Linked DNA regions of Mus musculus: region 1 is linked to region 2. The links are chromatin contacts, called in public Hi-C maps. All regions are on one chromosome and are shown on one strand. The core of a region is the stretch at or near the end of the contact, and the rest is flanking DNA. Distances in the headings are between cores, read along the strand shown.

The links. Hi-C and Micro-C count contacts between places; a contact is called where the count stands out from the background.
Region 1: a Hi-C map of cerebellar granule neurons shows a contact between it and region 2, with 2.1 times the contacts expected there. The contact joins two enhancer-like sites. A contact is called at or near these places in 6 of 484 Hi-C or Micro-C datasets (cerebellar granule neurons, cerebellum, myocytes and 2 more) and 1 of 115 datasets of contacts at active chromatin or transcription factors (embryonic stem cells).

What each region holds. Positions count from the first base shown.
Region 1 is chr14:55,345,957-55,350,773 of GRCm38.p6, forward strand. It overlaps the pseudogene Gm6852. Among named protein-coding and RNA genes, the nearest start is that of Gm52145, 91 kb to the right of the region's middle. Within about 2 kb of position 2,290, at least 7 of the 459 cell types and tissues checked have an H3K27ac peak or open chromatin away from gene starts, as enhancers often do. A contact at or near this core is called in cerebellar granule neurons and cerebellum, where this site is marked.
Region 2 is chr14:55,166,005-55,170,695 of GRCm38.p6, forward strand. The region is part of intron 1 of Gm46455 (a long non-coding RNA gene); the gene reads left to right. Among named protein-coding and RNA genes, the nearest start is that of Gm23596, 6.7 kb to the left of the region's middle. Within about 2 kb of position 2,532, at least 4 of the 459 cell types and tissues checked have an H3K27ac peak or open chromatin away from gene starts, as enhancers often do. A contact at or near this core is called in cerebellar granule neurons and cerebellum, where this site is marked.

The DNA of each region.
Region 1 (4,817 bases), core at 1,040-3,539, 180 kb after region 2:
CCCCCAAGCCCCATCTCCTTAGAGCACCGCTAGCTCATCCATGCGACCAAGTCTTCCTGACCCAGACACTTCCCAGCAAGTTTTACCTCTGAACACTACTGCATGTGTCTACCTTTATAACAGATAACAAGCATTAAAACCAAATGCAGCCTGGAAATCCCTCCCTCCAGGATATCTTTTGCCCTCAGGACAGGGAAACCAGTCTATACTGGAACATGAGTTTAGTAAGAATTCAATATGGCAGCACATGCCTGTAGTCCCAGAACTCAGGAGACAGGCAAGATGATGGCCAAATCCTCCAGGCCATCATGGTTTACAGAGCAACTTCCAACCAGTCAACATAGGGAGAACTTGCTTCAGTTTAAGAGAGAGAGAGAGAGAGAGAGAGAGAGAGAGAGAGAGAGAGAGAGAGAGAAGAAGGAGGAGGAGGAGGAGGAGGAGGAGGAGGAGGAGGAGGAGGAGGAGGAGGAAGAGGAGGAAGGGGAGGAGGAAGAGGAGGAAGGGGAGGAGGAAGAGGTGGTGGAGGAGGAGGAGGATCTAAGGAGGAGATTCTGAGGCATAATGTAAGTGCAGTCTCCTTTCCTTTGCTGGATTCCTACCAGCATACAATTCAAAGATGTCTCATCTCACTGAAGAATTTCAGAAAGTAGGGCAGAGGGGCAGAATGCATTAGAAAACTTGGTAGAAGGGAAGATGGGATTTTTCCTACCAGGGCCCTTACTGTTCCTTATGCGGAGGTCCTAATATCCTCTACATTCCAGCCTGTCCATGCAGAACTCCATTAAGCTACATACCTGTGCCCTCCTGCCTTCACAAATGGAGAAAGCACCTTAGGTAGATCCCTGGGGCTAGTCCCTGAGGTCTGAGCCACAAGTAAGAGATCCAGCCCCTCATAGCAACAAGCAGAGGACCCCACTGCCCAGTTGAGTCTTGAGAGACTCATACCCTCTAAAGAGTCACACCATTTGGCCAGACAGGAACTACTTAGTTTCTCTGTGATAATGGTTAGAAAGCGGACCTTTATCAAATATCTCATCTGTGTCTGCATGAAGGGCATGGGCAGGAAGAGGCATGAAGCCTCTGGTAGGAACCAGAACCCGCTTTGCCAGCCTTGTGTGAGGTCAGAGAGTGTAGTTGCTTACATCCTTCATCCCTTTTATACTGACTCCTCCTCCTTCCTTCATCTTCCCCTTCCTTTCCCTCCTCCTCCCTTCACCCCTCCTCCTTCCCATTTCCCTTCTCCCTTTTCTCCTCCCATCCTCTCTTTCAGTCCTCCTTCCTTGTCCCTCCTCCTCCTCTTTGTCCTGTCCTCTTCCCTCACCCTCCAGTCCCTCCTTCTCTCTATTTCTGTGTCACTTTAATTTTTTTTTCTTCCCTGCTCTGTACCTTCATTTACTCTTTAGTATACAAGTATCTCTTAGAACAGGGTCCCAAACCCACCATACCAGGGGCATTTTTACAGCTTGCCTGTTTAACTCAGTCAGTCTGCATAACAAAATCTGCTGTTAGACAGGGCATCGCTGGGCTGGAGAGACGACTCTGCAGTTAAAGGTTAGGGTGACAACCAAAAATATAAGAAAGGGCATTTGCATTTTATCTGTTTCTCCTATTTCTTTTTTTAATATGTTTTTTAATTAAATCTTCTCTTTGATAATTCCATACACATAAAATGCATTGTGGTTACTCTCAGCCCCCTCACTCCCACCTCTGTCAACATAAACCTCTTTTTGTTAGTTCCTTTATAATATCATGCATTCTTGCTTTGGTTTGTGACCCTCTGAGTTGAAACGAAATCATCTGTGACCAGAGGTTTGGAACTGTTCATGTGCCTGTTGGATACATGACTTAAAATAATGACTGCTCCCTACCCCCAGAATCCACCAGTAGCCAATAACTCAGCAGAGAGAGAGGTACCCCCTCCTGAGCCCATCCCTAATCAATGATTGGCTGTTGCCAGATGCAGTCCTCTGTATATTCAGTGCGTGATTGCAATAGCTACATCATGCTAGAAGATGGAATTCAGAGCCCTTCTTTCTCTTTTCTGTCTTCTCTTCCACAATGTTCTCTGAGCCATACAGAGGATGATATAAACATCCTGCATACGGGTTAATACTTGACTTTCCCTATTCTCAGCACCTAAAGCACCCGTGAGTCCCAGCATCCTCCATCATTCGTCATGAAGAGCAGCTTCTCTGACTGACATTTCTTTGTGGATATGCACATTAAGCTTAGAAGGCATTTTGGGGCCATCTCAATTTGGCTACACAACAGTAAGCTCTTTCAGTGGGATCTAACGCCTCCTCAGCCATGGACTTTTGGCTGGGTTTACAGAGCCTGGCATGAATTCTTTCCTGTGGTGTGGGCCTCTTATCCAAGCCAAGACTCATGATTATCCTAATAATAGCCATACCATGATTGTACCAGTGAGTACATCTTGCCTGGCAAGTTGGCATTGCAGTTCACGGGATTCATAGTTGGGTAAGATTTTCTCCCCTAGTAGCCTGCCATCCTGTCCTGAGACTGTGAGAGCCATCCAGCAGGAAGGAATCGTCCAGGTCACTTCCAACTTGATTTGTTTATACCTTACAATAAAGATGTGTAGTGTCATCAGCAATAGGGTCTTTTGAACTCGTTCCATTGGGCGACCAAAAAGAATGGCAGGAGCCTGTGTTGTTTTGAGAGCCTCTGAGGCTTCTGCTCTCAGCCACCTAAGTTCCTACTGGAATGGCCCATTAACATCCTGCTTACAGCATTCAATTGCTTTCTTAGTCCAAAATAGTCTCCATTTCTCCAAAGCAAAAAACAAACAAACAAACAAACAAACACAATATGGTCGGGTCTGTCACAGAAATAGCTCAGTCTCTGGACTTCTGTCTCAGTTACTTTTACTATTACTATGATGAAACACCATGACCAAGGCAACATAGACCAAAGAGTTTATTTAGAAATTATAGTTTCAGAGAGGGAGTCCATGAACATCATGGTGAGGGGAGCAGTCAGCAGGCAGGCAGATAAGGCTCTGGTGGAGCCTGAGAATTAACATCTGATCCACAGGTATGAGGCAAAGAGAAAGAGACATTGTCAATGGCATGAGCTTTTGAAACCTCAAAGCCTACCCCCAGTGACACACCTCCTTCGAGTCCACACCTTCTAGTCCTTCCCAAACAGTTCCACCAACTGAAAAACAAGCATGCAAGTATACGATCCTGTGGGGCCATCCTTATTCAAACCAAATTATATGATGCTATGAAGATCCTAATGACTTCGCCAGAAAACTCCTAGAATGGATTAATACTTTCAGTAAAGTGGTGGGATACAAAGCCAACATACAACAAGCCATCCTTTTTTTTTTTTTTCTTTGCTAATGATAGATCCACAGGGAAATAAGTCAGGGGGAAGTTCCATTCCAAATAGCCTCAAAAAATACCTTCGGGCAACCCTAACCAAGGAAGTGAAGAAGACAGGAAAAGGTGGTAAGACCTCCTATGCTCACGCACAGGTAGAATCATTATCATCAGAAATGACCAAATTACCAGGAGAAATTCAGAAAGTCAGGACAGTCTCAATCAAAATCCTCATGTCATTCTTCATTTGTCCAAAGGGGTTACTGCTGAGGTCTTCCGCCTGTGAAACCATGTGATTATTCAAGGGCGGCTGTTGTTGGGGAGTGGGTGGGAGAGCAGGAAGGTGTTGTTGTTGCTGCTGCTGTTGCTGCTGCTGCTGCTGCTGGGCAGTACAAGGAAGAAGGTCCCAGACAGACTGGGGTAAAGTGACCTGGTAGCATACTTGAGAGGCACCTAGTGCCATGCCTGGCCTGCACTGTCGCCTGCACTGCTGCCAATGCTGTCACCTTGGAAGATGAAGATGGAGATTCCACTGAAGCTGCTGGCTTTGGTGACAGGTGGTCGCATACTGTGGACAATGCCATCTGAGTCTGTGCCGCTCCAAGACCATGGCTCCAGGGATTTGAGTTCGCTCTCTGTGCTGCTATGTTGGCTGCTTGATGTGCTGCTCAGCCCTTCCCGGTTTCCCCTGATGTCATTTAGATATCCATTCTGGCCAGTCTGTCAGGCAAGTACTCTCTCTCTCAGACCCTTTAATATTCCTCCTCTCTCTTCTATTGACTTGCTTCTCCTTCCACACTGCAATAGAACTTTCATCTGGTTACCATCTCAGTCCATACTGGCATCATCGCTCTTGAGAATGAATCTCTGTTAAAATTCTGTATGCTTCTCATCTTTTATATGTTCTGAGAACCCCTGTTCAGGGATCCCCATGTTGGTGGTTTTGTTGATGATGACAGCTTTCTCTGTTTGATCAACATTGTGGTCCGTCCCAAAATAGGCAGCCTCTCGGTGTAACAGCATCCGGTGATACGAGGTCATTTGAGGGAGCTTCTTGAACTGGTTATTGTCACCGATGAAGTCCAGAATCTCTTGCTCTAACTTTAGCCGCAGCATTCTGTCCCTTGGGTTCTTTTTCAGTGTATTTACAAGAAATTCATGTAGCTCTATTTCGGTGGAGTCGGTATGTTCTTGGCTGGAGTCTCTGGATAGCATCTTCCTCGGGACCTTTTCTTTGCTTTTGTCCTTGTCTTCCTTTTCAGAGACATCTTTTGTGGACTTTTCTTCCTCCTGTCAGAGTGGCAGTTGTGCTGTGCAGTTGAATTGCATTCTGGGTGTCTAGTGGGCCATCGGCAAATGGAGTGAAGGATTTCTCACATACTGCCAGACTGTACACCTTGAACTTGAACTTGGAATTAGACATGGCTCTTTTCCTGGCATGGCCATGACTGGATGTCTGTCTCTGTGTCTCCT
Region 2 (4,691 bases), core at 1,282-3,781:
GGGTGTGTGCATTTAATCCATTTTCCATAACCAGGTTTTATTTTTACAGAAGTCTGTATTGTGAGAGAGATAAACTGTCCTCTTCCTCCAATCTTGTCTCTATCAATAGATAACATTTATATTAGATATGACTATAAGTACAGTTCTAGGCATATCAAAGACATTTAATCACTTATAAGGTGAATGTTTATTAACTTTTATATTTTAATTGCCATTGTTTTTTTAAAACAGTTTATAATAAACAAGAAGCTCCCATAAGATTAGGATTTTAACTAAGGTAACTTAACTTTGCTAAGATTCTGAGTTTTAAGAAACAACGGTTTTTGAAATTCAAGTTCTTTTTACTACCAAAATAAACATTAACCATAAATACAACCCATGAAGAAACTGGGAACCTCTATCTAAAGTGTGGGTGCTGGGAATTGAACCAAATTCATTCATTTTAACTATGAGTCTTCAAGGGCTCTAGGTTCCAAGATTAGTGAGTTTAAAAAGAATCAGTGTACCCAGAGAGGCAGAGAGGCAGAGAGGCAGAGAGGCAGAGGCAGAGAGGCAGAGGCAGAGGCAGAGGCAGAGGCAGAGAAGCAGAGAGGCAGAGGCAGAGGCAGAGGCAGAGAGGCAGAGAGGCAGAGAGGCAGAGAGGCAGAGAGGCAGAGAGGCAGAGAGGCAGAGAGGCAGAGAGGCAGAGAGGCAGAGAGGCAGAGAGGCAGAGAGGCAGAGAGGCAGAGAGGCAGAGAGGCAGAGAGGCAGAGGCAGAGAGGCAGAGGCAGAGAGGCAGAGGCAGAGAGAGAGAGAGGCAGAGGCAGAGAGGCAGAGGCAGAGAGGCAGAGGCAGAGGCAGAGGCAGAGGCAGAGGCAGAGGCAGAGGCAGAGAGGCAGAGGCAGAGAGGCAGAGGCAGAGAGGCAGAGGCAGAGAGGCAGAGGCAGAGGCAGAGGCAGAGGCAGAGGCAGAGGCAGAGGCAGAGAGGCAGAGAGGCAGAGGCAGAGAGGCAGAGGCAGAGAGGCAGAGGCAGAGGCAGAGGCAGAGGCAGAGGCAGAGGCAGAGGCAGAGGCAGAGGCAGAGGCAGAGGCAGAGGCAGAGAGGCAGAGGCAGAGAGGCAGAGAGGCAGAGGCAGAGAGGCAGAGGCAGAGAGGCAGAGGCAGAGAGGCAGAGGCAGAGGCAGAGGCAGAGAGGCAGAGGCAGAGAGGCAGAGGCAGAGAGGCAGAGGCAGAGAGGCAGAGGCAGAGGCAGAGGCAGAGAGGCAGAGGCAGAGAGGCAGAGGCAGAGAGGCAGAGGCAGAGGCAGAGGCAGAGGCAGAGGCAGAGGCAGAGGCAGAGGCAGAGGCAGAGAGGCAGAGGCAGAGAGGCAGAGGCAGAGAGGCAGAGGCAGAGAGGCAGAGGCAGAGGCAGAGGCAGAGGCAGAGGCAGAGGCAGAGGCAGAGGCAGAGGCAGAGAGGCAGAGGCAGGGAGGCAGAGGCAGGGAGGCAGAGGCAGAGGGAGGCAGAGGCAGAGGCATCTCTGGGTTTGTTAAGGGTTGATTGGGCTTTACACTTGCTCATTGCTGTTCATCACTGAAGGAAGTCAGGATGGGAATTCAAGTAGGCCAGGAACCTGGAGGCAGGAGCTGATGCAGGAGCTATAGAAGGGTGCTGCTTACTGGCTTGCTCCTCATGGCTTGCTCAGCCTGTTTTATTATAGATCCCAGGATCACCAGCCCGGGGATGGTACCACCCACAATGGGCTGGGTCCTCTGCATCAATCACTAATTAAAAAAATGTCCTATAGGCTTGAGTACAGCCTCATCTTCTGGAGCCATTTTTCTTTCTTTCTTTAATTGATAACTTAATATTTGCTAAGCAAGTTTATTAGTACATCCTTTATAGCATCAATTTTATTTTTACAAGTTCCTCTTGCATCAAAAGGACATCTGATCTTGAAGGGTGACTCTATGATATCTGTAAGTTAATAAAGATCATAGGTACATGACACTCTGCATTTATGATCAAGCAAAATCAGGCTGGCCAAGGAAGGTGCCTGAATTTCCCCTGTCTCCGTTTGGGAGCCGAATTGCACAAAAGCATATACCCACACTCAATTTATGTGTATCCGCAGATGGGAACAGACAGCTTGAAAAACTTAATAAGTATTTTTACCTTTACATGTCCCCTTTGGCCTCCCTTTTAAATGTGTAAGTACTTACAACCTAGGGGACGCTCAACAGCAAGCGATAAGGCAGACATTTAAATGGATCAGAAAGTGGGAAGTGGGAGTCTGAGGGGACCCATTCCTATTACCTGCTTTTCTGAATCTCACCAGCAGCAGATTTCCTGGAACCCTGGGCTTGTTTTAGGAGCTTGGCTGGGGGGTGGGGGGCGAGGGGCAAGGGGTGTGGGAAGGGGCGGGGGGGGGGAGGAGACAGATTTTCCTTTAGTATTGCTCTCTCTGCGTGAATAGGAAACCTTTTCCTGAAGGCTTCAACGGAGTCAGCTGGAGGCCAGCATGCAGGGCATCTCTGTTTGGGGCTGCACCTGTCACACTTTAGCCTCCAGCTTCACAGCTTGCTCTAATCCTTCTTTCTCTCTGCCTGTGGTATAGGCAGCCTCAGCGCTTCCCTCTTCCTGCTCCCAGTTCATCGAGCTCCGCAGAGAATTCCCGCTTCAGGCTTCTGCGTGTTCCACTTTACAGCCCATGTAGTCCCCTGTCTCTCTCCTGCCATTTGTCCAGCCCTTGGTCTCACTCCTTCTCCTGTTAGTTGTTCTGTGGCATCGCTGGTGTTGGGGAGGGCACATTTTGCCGCACCTCCTGCTGATCTTGGCCTTAACACCCTAGCCATGTGCTGCGGACTTGTTCATGGGCTCTCCTGCCTGCTTCCTTGTGGGGGTTCTCACCTGGATCATTAAGTTCATTGTTCAGTTATTACCTCTTTTAGGAATAGAGATTATTGTTTATTACCCTGACTACTTTTCTTTTATTCAGTGGAACCAGAAGGGCTGCTAATTCGCTGCCTTATATGGAACCTTGTTTTATTCTTATTCTTTTTTTCCTTCCCTTCCTTTCTTCCTCCACCCTCCCCTCTCATCCTCTTCCTTTCCTTCCCCTTTCCAATTTCTTGGGTGCTAGAGATGGAGCTCGGGGCTCACATGCACCAGGCAAATACTCGGCCCCAGAGATCCAGCTCTTATGTGTCAATTTTATAGCTGTGAGGTTTTCATGGACCCATTTCCTGACCTGAGACACAGGAATTAGAGATTCACTCTGTCTAGCTGGGCTTCCTGTTACCCTCTGCTGGCAGCCTTGGCTGCCTAAGAGGTGTGTGTGTGGGGTGTGTGTGGGTTGGAGGTAGGAGACTGTCTCATTAATGTCACCACCATGAAGTGGAAATGGACTCTTTCCTCCGGGTAGCAGGATCCAGCAGTATCCGGCCTGTTCACCATGCTCCGAGTAGTGGTTTGGCCCCAAGGGTGCCTGTCTCACCCAAGCACTGGGCTCTCTGAGGATGCTGAGCAGTGGAGAGCAGAGGCCTGGCTAAGCATGCGGCTGTGTTCACAGGGTCCATGGCAGATGAGTGATCTCATCTCCCGGAGTCTTAACCTCTTACACGGACGGACCTTGGTCTCCGTGGAAAGACTCAGACGTGTAGATCAGGTTATCTACATCTTTGTAGATTTCCAAGAAGGTGCTGGAGCCCTAGGGGCGAGGCTCATTTGTATTCTGCCGGCCTGCAGGATTGGCTTTGCCAGTGCCCAAAGTCTGGCCTAGGATGGAGTCCATGTGGTCATCGGCCCCTGTGAATAGCGGAATGTGGATCCTGCGGTGGCCACGCTGCAGGAGGAGGGCCTGAGTGTGATTGGCACTGTGTGTCATGCGGGAATCAGCAAGGGCTAATGGCCAAGGTGGCTGGGCGTTGGGAGGACGAGGAGAAGGGGGCGCAGAACCTTTGCTTCTCTGCGCAGGCCCGGGAGAGGCAGGATGGGAGTGGGGGCCCAGACCTTCTGCAAAGCGAGAAGGGAGAGAACTCCACGGTTGAAGAATGGATAAAGGAATCGGGGATGCCCTAGGGGATTCCTGGGGAATAAGCTACACCTCAGGACCCGGGGGTCCTGAGTTGAGGTAGCATTGTATCAGGAAGCTGTGTCTCCAGGTCCTGCACTCGCAGACTGCTCTAAAAAGCGTCCTCCTCAGGCCATCTCCACCCTCTCCCAAACACTCTCTCATAGGCCTTGGGGCACTTATACAGAAAACATTTAACCAGGCCCGGCTTACGGTTTGAGCTCATTTTCATCATGGCAGGAAGCATGGGAGCAGATAGGCAGGGGTGATGCTGGAGAAGTAGCTGAGAGTTTTCCATCCAGATTCCCGTGCAGGAAGAGAAAGGGAGACCCCAAAGTTCACCCCACCAGTGACACACTACCTCCAACAAGGCCACACCTCCTAATCCTTCTCAAGTAGCGCCACTCCCTGATGACCAAGCATTCAAATATATGAGCCTATGGGGCCATTTTTACTAAAACCATCATACCTTTTACTCCTTCTGGACACTCAGCTTGTATTGGGTGGTGCTGCCCACATTCATGGCAGATCTTCTCTGAAGAGTCTCTCTGGAACATGCTCACAGACATATACCGGAGTATGCTTTACTAATCTAAGTGTCTGTCAATCAATTAAGGTCATAGCCAAGATTAACCATTGCCACAGACCACCCCAGTCGGGTAT